Regions from separate parts of the Mus musculus genome. Here region 1 is linked to region 2. The links are chromatin contacts, called in public HiCAR-type maps. All regions are on one chromosome and are shown on one strand. The core of a region is the stretch at or near the end of the contact, and the rest is flanking DNA. Distances in the headings are between cores, read along the strand shown. Region 1 holds the start of Ube2b (ubiquitin-conjugating enzyme E2B). Region 2 holds the start of Mapk9 (mitogen-activated protein kinase 9).

Region 1 (3,281 bases), core at 114-2,613, 2.2 Mb after region 2:
CACAAAGTATGTTGTGATTTTTAAGTGGACACTTGGCAAACTGGTCAACCTCAAGCAGATTAGGTCACTAACAGGACTGAGAGGGACGAATTTACTGCTTCATTCCTCAATTGTGTGGCTAAAATCAGCAACGAATTAAATGATGAAGTTGTCCAGGTCCCAAGACAATAGCTTCCAAATGCCTCATAAAGGGCTTTTTTTTCTCTCTCTCTCATAAAGGGCTTTATAATGGGAAAGTTGAGCAGTTGCTTCCTGAGAGGCAAATCTAAGTTTTTATATTACAGATTTGTCTCAATCACAGCGGGTCTGCCCAGAAAGAAAACTAGTATCTAGTCTACTGTTTCTGCACTTGTACGTTTCCAAGGAGAGGTAAACAACTGGGAGAGGTCATCTTCTTCCTTCAAGCCCCACATTTCCTATAAACCCCTATTTTCCAAAAGGAGGCCCAGGTGGAGTATCAGATTAGCTCCAGTCTGACGGAAGGCATTTTTCCAGGCTGGGGAGGCTATAGATAGGCTTTTATTCCGCGGCCAGATCTTAGTTCCAGAAGGCACTGGCAGGCCAAGTGGCTAGCTCCAGGCCCAGGTTTCCCGAGCCAGTTCTCAAGGTCCTTCCAGGTGGGCGGGGGCAGATCGGGTTTCGGGGGATGGGCTAACCACCTCCGGACCTCGCGCAGCAGACCCCACCCTCACCACTGCAGAAAGGGAGAGATTTGGGGCAGTATTCACCCCAACCTCTCACTACCAACAGGAGATCACGGGGCCCTGTAACAAAGCTGGACTGGTCCGCCAGGCGAGGCCGGAGCCTCAGGAGCAGCTCACTCGCACCACCTGGGGAGGGGACACTGCAGGGTGCAGAGGCGGGAGGTGAAGCGTCTGCATCTGCCCTAGGTGGGCCTCTGGGACACCTAGGCCCAGCGATGGCCACCTTCCTACTTTTGGGGGGGAAGGGCAGGAGGCTGTAGTACCGACCATCTTTACTCCAGACAGAGGGAGGTATGAAGCGAGGGAGTAAGAGCCACCGGGAAGCCGGGACTGCCGTGGGTCCCGCAGGCCCACTGCCCGCCTCCTCAGGGTCACCAGGAGGAAGATATCCGGAATCCCCGCCCTACAGTCCATGGCTTCGGGAAGAGGCCGTCATATTGGGCTAAGACGAGGGCCCTTACCGCTTGAAATCCCGCATGAGCCTCCTACGGGCCGGGGTCGACATGCTCCGCAGCTGCCCCGCGGTCAGTCTGAAAGAAAAGAGTCCCGTTCAGCCCCCCCACCCCCCGGCGCAGCGGCCGAATCACTGTGGGTCGCCGCCGCCACCGAGACTGCACAAACAACCCTGCAATGACGTCTCCCTCCGCCGCCTCCAGATCCCTCCGCCCTCCGCCAGTACCACCGCGGGAGGGGGGAGAGGGGGCGGGGCGAGCGGGCGCGCGCGCCGCACCGGAGGGGCAGAAGGCGGCCTTCCGGGCTTGTTGCTTGCGGGCAACTACGGAGGATCCGCTCCGTGCTCACGCTGAACACGGCCCGGCCCAACGCCCTCGGAGCCCACACGCTACCTCGCCTCGCTCCCCCCGTCGCTAGTTTCAAGTTCGGCCGGACGGGGAGAGAGTGGTGCATCCGGAGCCTGAGATTTCGGAGGAGAGGAGGTGGGGGGGGGGGTGACGTCAAGTCACGTGACCGCCAGCGCCGCTGTCAACAATCCACCCCTGAGGGGGAGGGAGCGAAGTATCTAGAACCACGTGTGCCTGTGACGCCATCAGAGCAGGTCACGTGATGGCCTAGCCTGGCTCTGGTTTCAGGTCTAACAAAGCAGGTCCTTGAGTATAAGGAGTTGACACCTCTAGTCATACATTATTCTTTTGGTCCCAAAGTACTGGGGCTTTGCAAAAGGAGACATTGTGGAAGGAGCCGCTTGCATTCTGAGTCTTTTAAAACGGAACAACAAAAAAAAAATCTGGACTTAATTCTGTGTTTCAAGTGGCTTAGCAACTCTGGTACGTGGGACAGGTACTGAAAGTGTGGCAAAGCCTTGTAATGAACGGCTTTGAATGCTAGGTCGGTGCAAATGAGATGGGATTAAGGGCATTTGCATCAATAGCCTGTTCCTGCTAATGGAATTTCCATACTTAGAATTTATACAGAAATGAGAGTGGAATAGATTGCCCAAACCTTAAAGACTCCATCTATGGAGTCTTTGAATTGGAATCTGTGAATTTGCCTGCGGTGGGGCACAATTGTGTTTTTCAAGAAGTGAGTGGGTGTGATTTTAGAGCATATCAATGCTGCTGGTTGTCAAAGAAACCTACAAAAATGATTCAGATCAGGGGAGAGATCCTGCAGACATGGGTGGGAGTTAGAGCTCGACTCTGAGGTAACTCATTACAAGCTTTATACAATAGCAAAGAGGGACCAAATGGACCGGAAGTGCGGTGTGGGGGGTTGATTCATAGCCGATTCCCGAAGCATTGACCACCACAGCCCCCAGCTGGCTCCTGGAATTTCCGTGCTCAGCTTCTAGCCCTGTATTGGGGATTTGTTAGTTCTAGGGACCGGAACAGTGTAGTAGATGCGGAATTCTTTAACTCAAGAAGGGGGAAGCGCATGAGACTCCACTGCTCACTCTTTCACATGGTTCCATGAAACCAGGAAGGGTTAACCTTTTTCACTGTCCTTATCCCTTCTTCCTTCAAACAATTCTCTTGATTTAAAATGACCTTGAGAACCCAGCGTCTTGGTGCATCCTGCCAATCCCACCATTCGGAGAGTGGAAAGGATCAGGAGTATAAGGCTAGCCTCAGTGAAGCAGGATGGTAGCCACCCTAGGCAGCCTGAGCGTCTCATCCCTCCCCGCCAAAAAGTAACCTTGAGGATTGTCAGGTATGTCTTACTCTTGATAGCCGCTGCTGTGTCCTCACAATGTGACTAAGCTAAAAGTTAAATATTCTTACCTTTACGTTTCTTCTCTTTGAGTTATTCCGTAGAACCCCAGGGCCTTAGGTAGCCCTGTAAAATGTTATTGAAAAGGATGCAGCGCACAAGCACAACTCCAGCACTGGGTAGACAGGGGACTAGAGGTCTGCAAATTCCACCGCACCTAGAGTTGGGAGAGACCTTGTCTTGGGGGAAAACAGGCTTTTTAAATCCCCTGGGCCGGTAACAAGTGCCTGGGCTTTTTTAAATTTCCGTCCAGCCATACCAATGTTAATCTTCCTCATGATCAAGAAATACATAGAGTGAAATGGCAGACGCTTTTTAAAAATCTCATTCTGTTGCTTATCTAGCAATTTA
Region 2 (3,196 bases), core at 569-3,068:
AAGCACTCATTAGTGTTCTTCAGGGAAACTGCAACAATGGTAGCCAGGCTGTGCTGGTTTTTAATAATGCCAACTGCTGGCTCTGTTTTCTTTGGAGCTTCTAAAGCAGTGACGGGAAGAGCCGAGGTGAGGACAGGTGTGGACAGAAGCTCACAAAAAGAACCTTTCTCAAAGCAGCACACTCAGGAACTAGGAGAATTTTGAGCAGGAATAAACCATACTCCCCCTGGTGGCCAGCATGGGGGTGGCCAAAGGAGGACTCTGCTAGTTGGGCTTGGTCAACTCGATTTAGTCCTATCTGGGAAGAGAGACTTTTAACTGAGACAATGCCTCCCTAAGATTGGTCTGTAATAAAGTTTGTGGGGACATTTTCTTCACAAATGATTGATGTGGGAGGGCCTAGCACACTGGAGGCAGTTCCATCCCTGACCTAGTGAGCTGCGTTCCCCCACTTCCTCTGCTTTGGTTCCTGCCTTGAGTTTCCTACTTCCTTTAACGATGGAGTGTGACCTCAGAGTTCTAATCCAAAATAAACCCTCTCCTCCCCGAAGTGCTTTCTGGTCATTGTGCCTTGTCACACCAATATAAAAGCAGAATAGGACAGAGACACTGTGATTGTCTGGATCCCCTTCTCGACCCTACTGCTCCTCTGAGCCTCCACCACCCTAGTTCAGTGCTTGAAACCAGAGTCACAGCTCTCTTCAAATTCTGCGGAGATTCATGGGGCCTCCTAGTCTCTTGATCTTCCTATACGCAGAGTCCTTCTCCCTGGCTCCTCCTTGGCATCTTGTGACTACAGCTCTACCACCATAGACACCACTTGTCAACTACTGTCTCCATTTTTCCAATCCCTTATTGACCAGTCCTCAGCCTAACCTGTTCGTAGCTTCCCTCAGTGTGTTCAACGTCCCTGTCTCACTTGCAGCCTCTCTATCAAAACACAGAGTAGTCAGAATCCCAAATTCTGAGTTTTCCAAACATCTGATTCACCTCAGACCTTCTGGAACCTACTTGAGAGCCAGAGGTCTGCAGAAGCGTCAACAAAAGCAGCAGTGTTAAAGACCCACTGTCTAGAAGCCCTTCAGCACTGGACGGACACCCTCCTCACCCCTCTACACCAAAGCAGAAACTTGTCTCTTATAAGAGGCCTCTTTAGGCTATACCCGTCACTGACTCATCAGGGTCATGGTCACCGTCTCCCCAACCCCCACCTTCTGGACATCTGGCCGCACCCCTGTTATGATCCCATTCAGTGTGGCATCTGCCTTAGTGAAAAACAAACCCCAAGGCCCCGCGGCTTGTCCTGGTTCTTCCTCCGGGGCCGTTGTACTCCAGGTTCCCAGGCTTCAAGTCCTTGATCATGCCCAGAACTCTTGTCTAACCCGGCTGTCTTTAGTCCTTTTCCAAGTCGCCTCTCCATTTGCACCTGCTACAACCGAGGCCTGACAATGGCTCCTACACTGTAGTCGCAAAGTCACGCCTCGCCCCTCCCCGGCTCTGGCTCCCCTTGGCCCACCCTCTCCGGCGCATGCGGGTCTCCTGGCCCTGGAGGGCGGGCTCAGGAGACGGTCCTAGCTTGACCTGGATCCCTAACTCTGTGCACACTGGCGGACGCTCTTCCAGCAAGCAGACGGTCAGACGGCGAGCCGCCTAGGGGGCGCCACTCTGCACTAGGGCATCCAGAGCGCGCCACTGGCCCCGCCCACACCCAGCCTCCAGCCACGCCCGTACTGCCCAGCCTTGCCCACCCCCAGTCTCAATTGGTCCCGCCTGTCTGGATATCCTAGTTCTGATTGGCTGGCCTAAGAATCCGTCAGACTGAGCGCCGCGGCGGCGGCGGCGGCGGTGGCAGCAGCGGAGCAGAAGGGAACCGGACCGGAAGGGTCGCAGCGCCCCGCGCCCCTCACACCCACTGCGACGGCGACGGGGCGGAGCAGAGCGGGGCGGGGCGACCGGGTCCAGGTCGTGGAGCTGGGTGCCGCCAGAACGCATCGCCGCCAGCGTGCCCTCCCTCTGCCTCCGGCGCGGCGGCGCGGAGCCGAGGTGAGCCGGGCGGGCGGCTAGGCCTGGCGGGGCTGCTCGGGCCACGCAGGGCCTGGGGTGCGGGGCTCAGGGGGTGGACTGCTCGGTACTGCCCGGCTATCCACGGTTCCGCGGTCGTTCTCTCCCGCCTGGTGTGTGCAGCCCCAGGGCTGCAGGCCGGCTGTCTGGCCGGGCCCCAGCAGACCTGCCCGCAGGGATCTGTGGGCGCCTTTCCTCCAGCTGTGAGGCACGTCGCTGCACCCCGCTGCATGCCCTGGAGCCTGAGCTCTGGTCCCCGCGACCTTGGCGGTGACTGCGACCCTCACTGGCCCTCTGCTTTCCCCTCGGGAGTAATGGTAGAATGTCTAGGGTTTGGTCGGGGTTGTTAACGGGCAGTGTAACTGTCTCAAAGCGTTAGGGCAGAGAAGCCTAAGGCGCACATTTGAGAGCATCTGAGTGGGTAAATAAATGCTCCCTTGCTGATGTGAGTGTCGTAGGAACTCCCCCTCATCCGCTTAGAGTCCTCCCCCACTTCTGCCCCCCCTCCCGAGCCTTGTCATTCATCTTCAGTGCCCAGCAAAGCCAGAGTGGGCCCTGCCCACCTCCTCCGCCACTCCTTCCCCTCTTAACAGAAGCAGATCTCTGCTCTCCTATCCTAAGCTCACCTGCCTTGGGCATGCCAAAATCATTTATTTACCTCAGGACCTTTGCACTTCGATTTCTCTATGTTCAGAGTTGTCTATAAGATTTTTACCCAGCTGTCTTCTCTCACATCGCTTCCTCCTGTGGTTCAGTGTCTTGTTATAGGCGAGGCCTACCTAGCTTGACCACCCTTTTCCCTCGCTTAGTCATTCTCGCTCATCAGTTTCTTTAATTTTCCATCCAGTACCTACTCTGGATTGATGCTATCTGATTTATTGCCCCGTCCTTTTTGTATAGCATGGTGAGTACAGGTAGTTGTTTCATCTGTAAAGTCAGATCAGTGAATGAACAGTAAGACCATCCCTGCCTATTATTATCTCTGCTTTGTCCATTTTGTTGGTGACTTTAACTTGTGAAACTTGTAAGCAAACAGACGCTGATTCTCACTTTGTGAAATATTTTCATGTTTTTAATCTCTTTCTAGTAGCTGTCAGAACAATTTGTGATAAAAAAAATACGTTTTGGTAAGAGT

What was found. HiCAR-type assays count read pairs that join an accessible place to other places.
Region 1: a contact with region 2 is called in a HiCAR-type map of astrocytes, with 2.6 times the contacts expected there. The contact joins the promoter of Ube2b here to the promoter of Mapk9 in region 2. A contact is called at or near these places in 4 of 39 promoter capture datasets (liver, pre-B cells and stem cell-derived epiblast-like cells) and 1 of 115 datasets of contacts at active chromatin or transcription factors (astrocytes).

Annotation. Positions count from the first base shown.
Region 1 is chr11:51,999,128-52,002,408 of GRCm38.p6, forward strand. Ube2b (ubiquitin-conjugating enzyme E2B) reads right to left here and starts at 1,364. Exons shown (of 6, transcript NM_009458.5): 1 at 1,166-1,364. The coding sequence starts at 1,209. It also overlaps a transcript of Cdkl3 not described here.
Region 2 is chr11:49,844,933-49,848,128 of GRCm38.p6, forward strand. It overlaps Mapk9 (mitogen-activated protein kinase 9), which reads left to right and starts at 1,819. Exons shown (of 12, transcript NM_207692.2): 1 at 1,819-2,043. Gm36507 (a long non-coding RNA gene) reads right to left here and starts at 1,365. Exons shown (of 4, transcript XR_003949545.1): 1 at 1,283-1,365.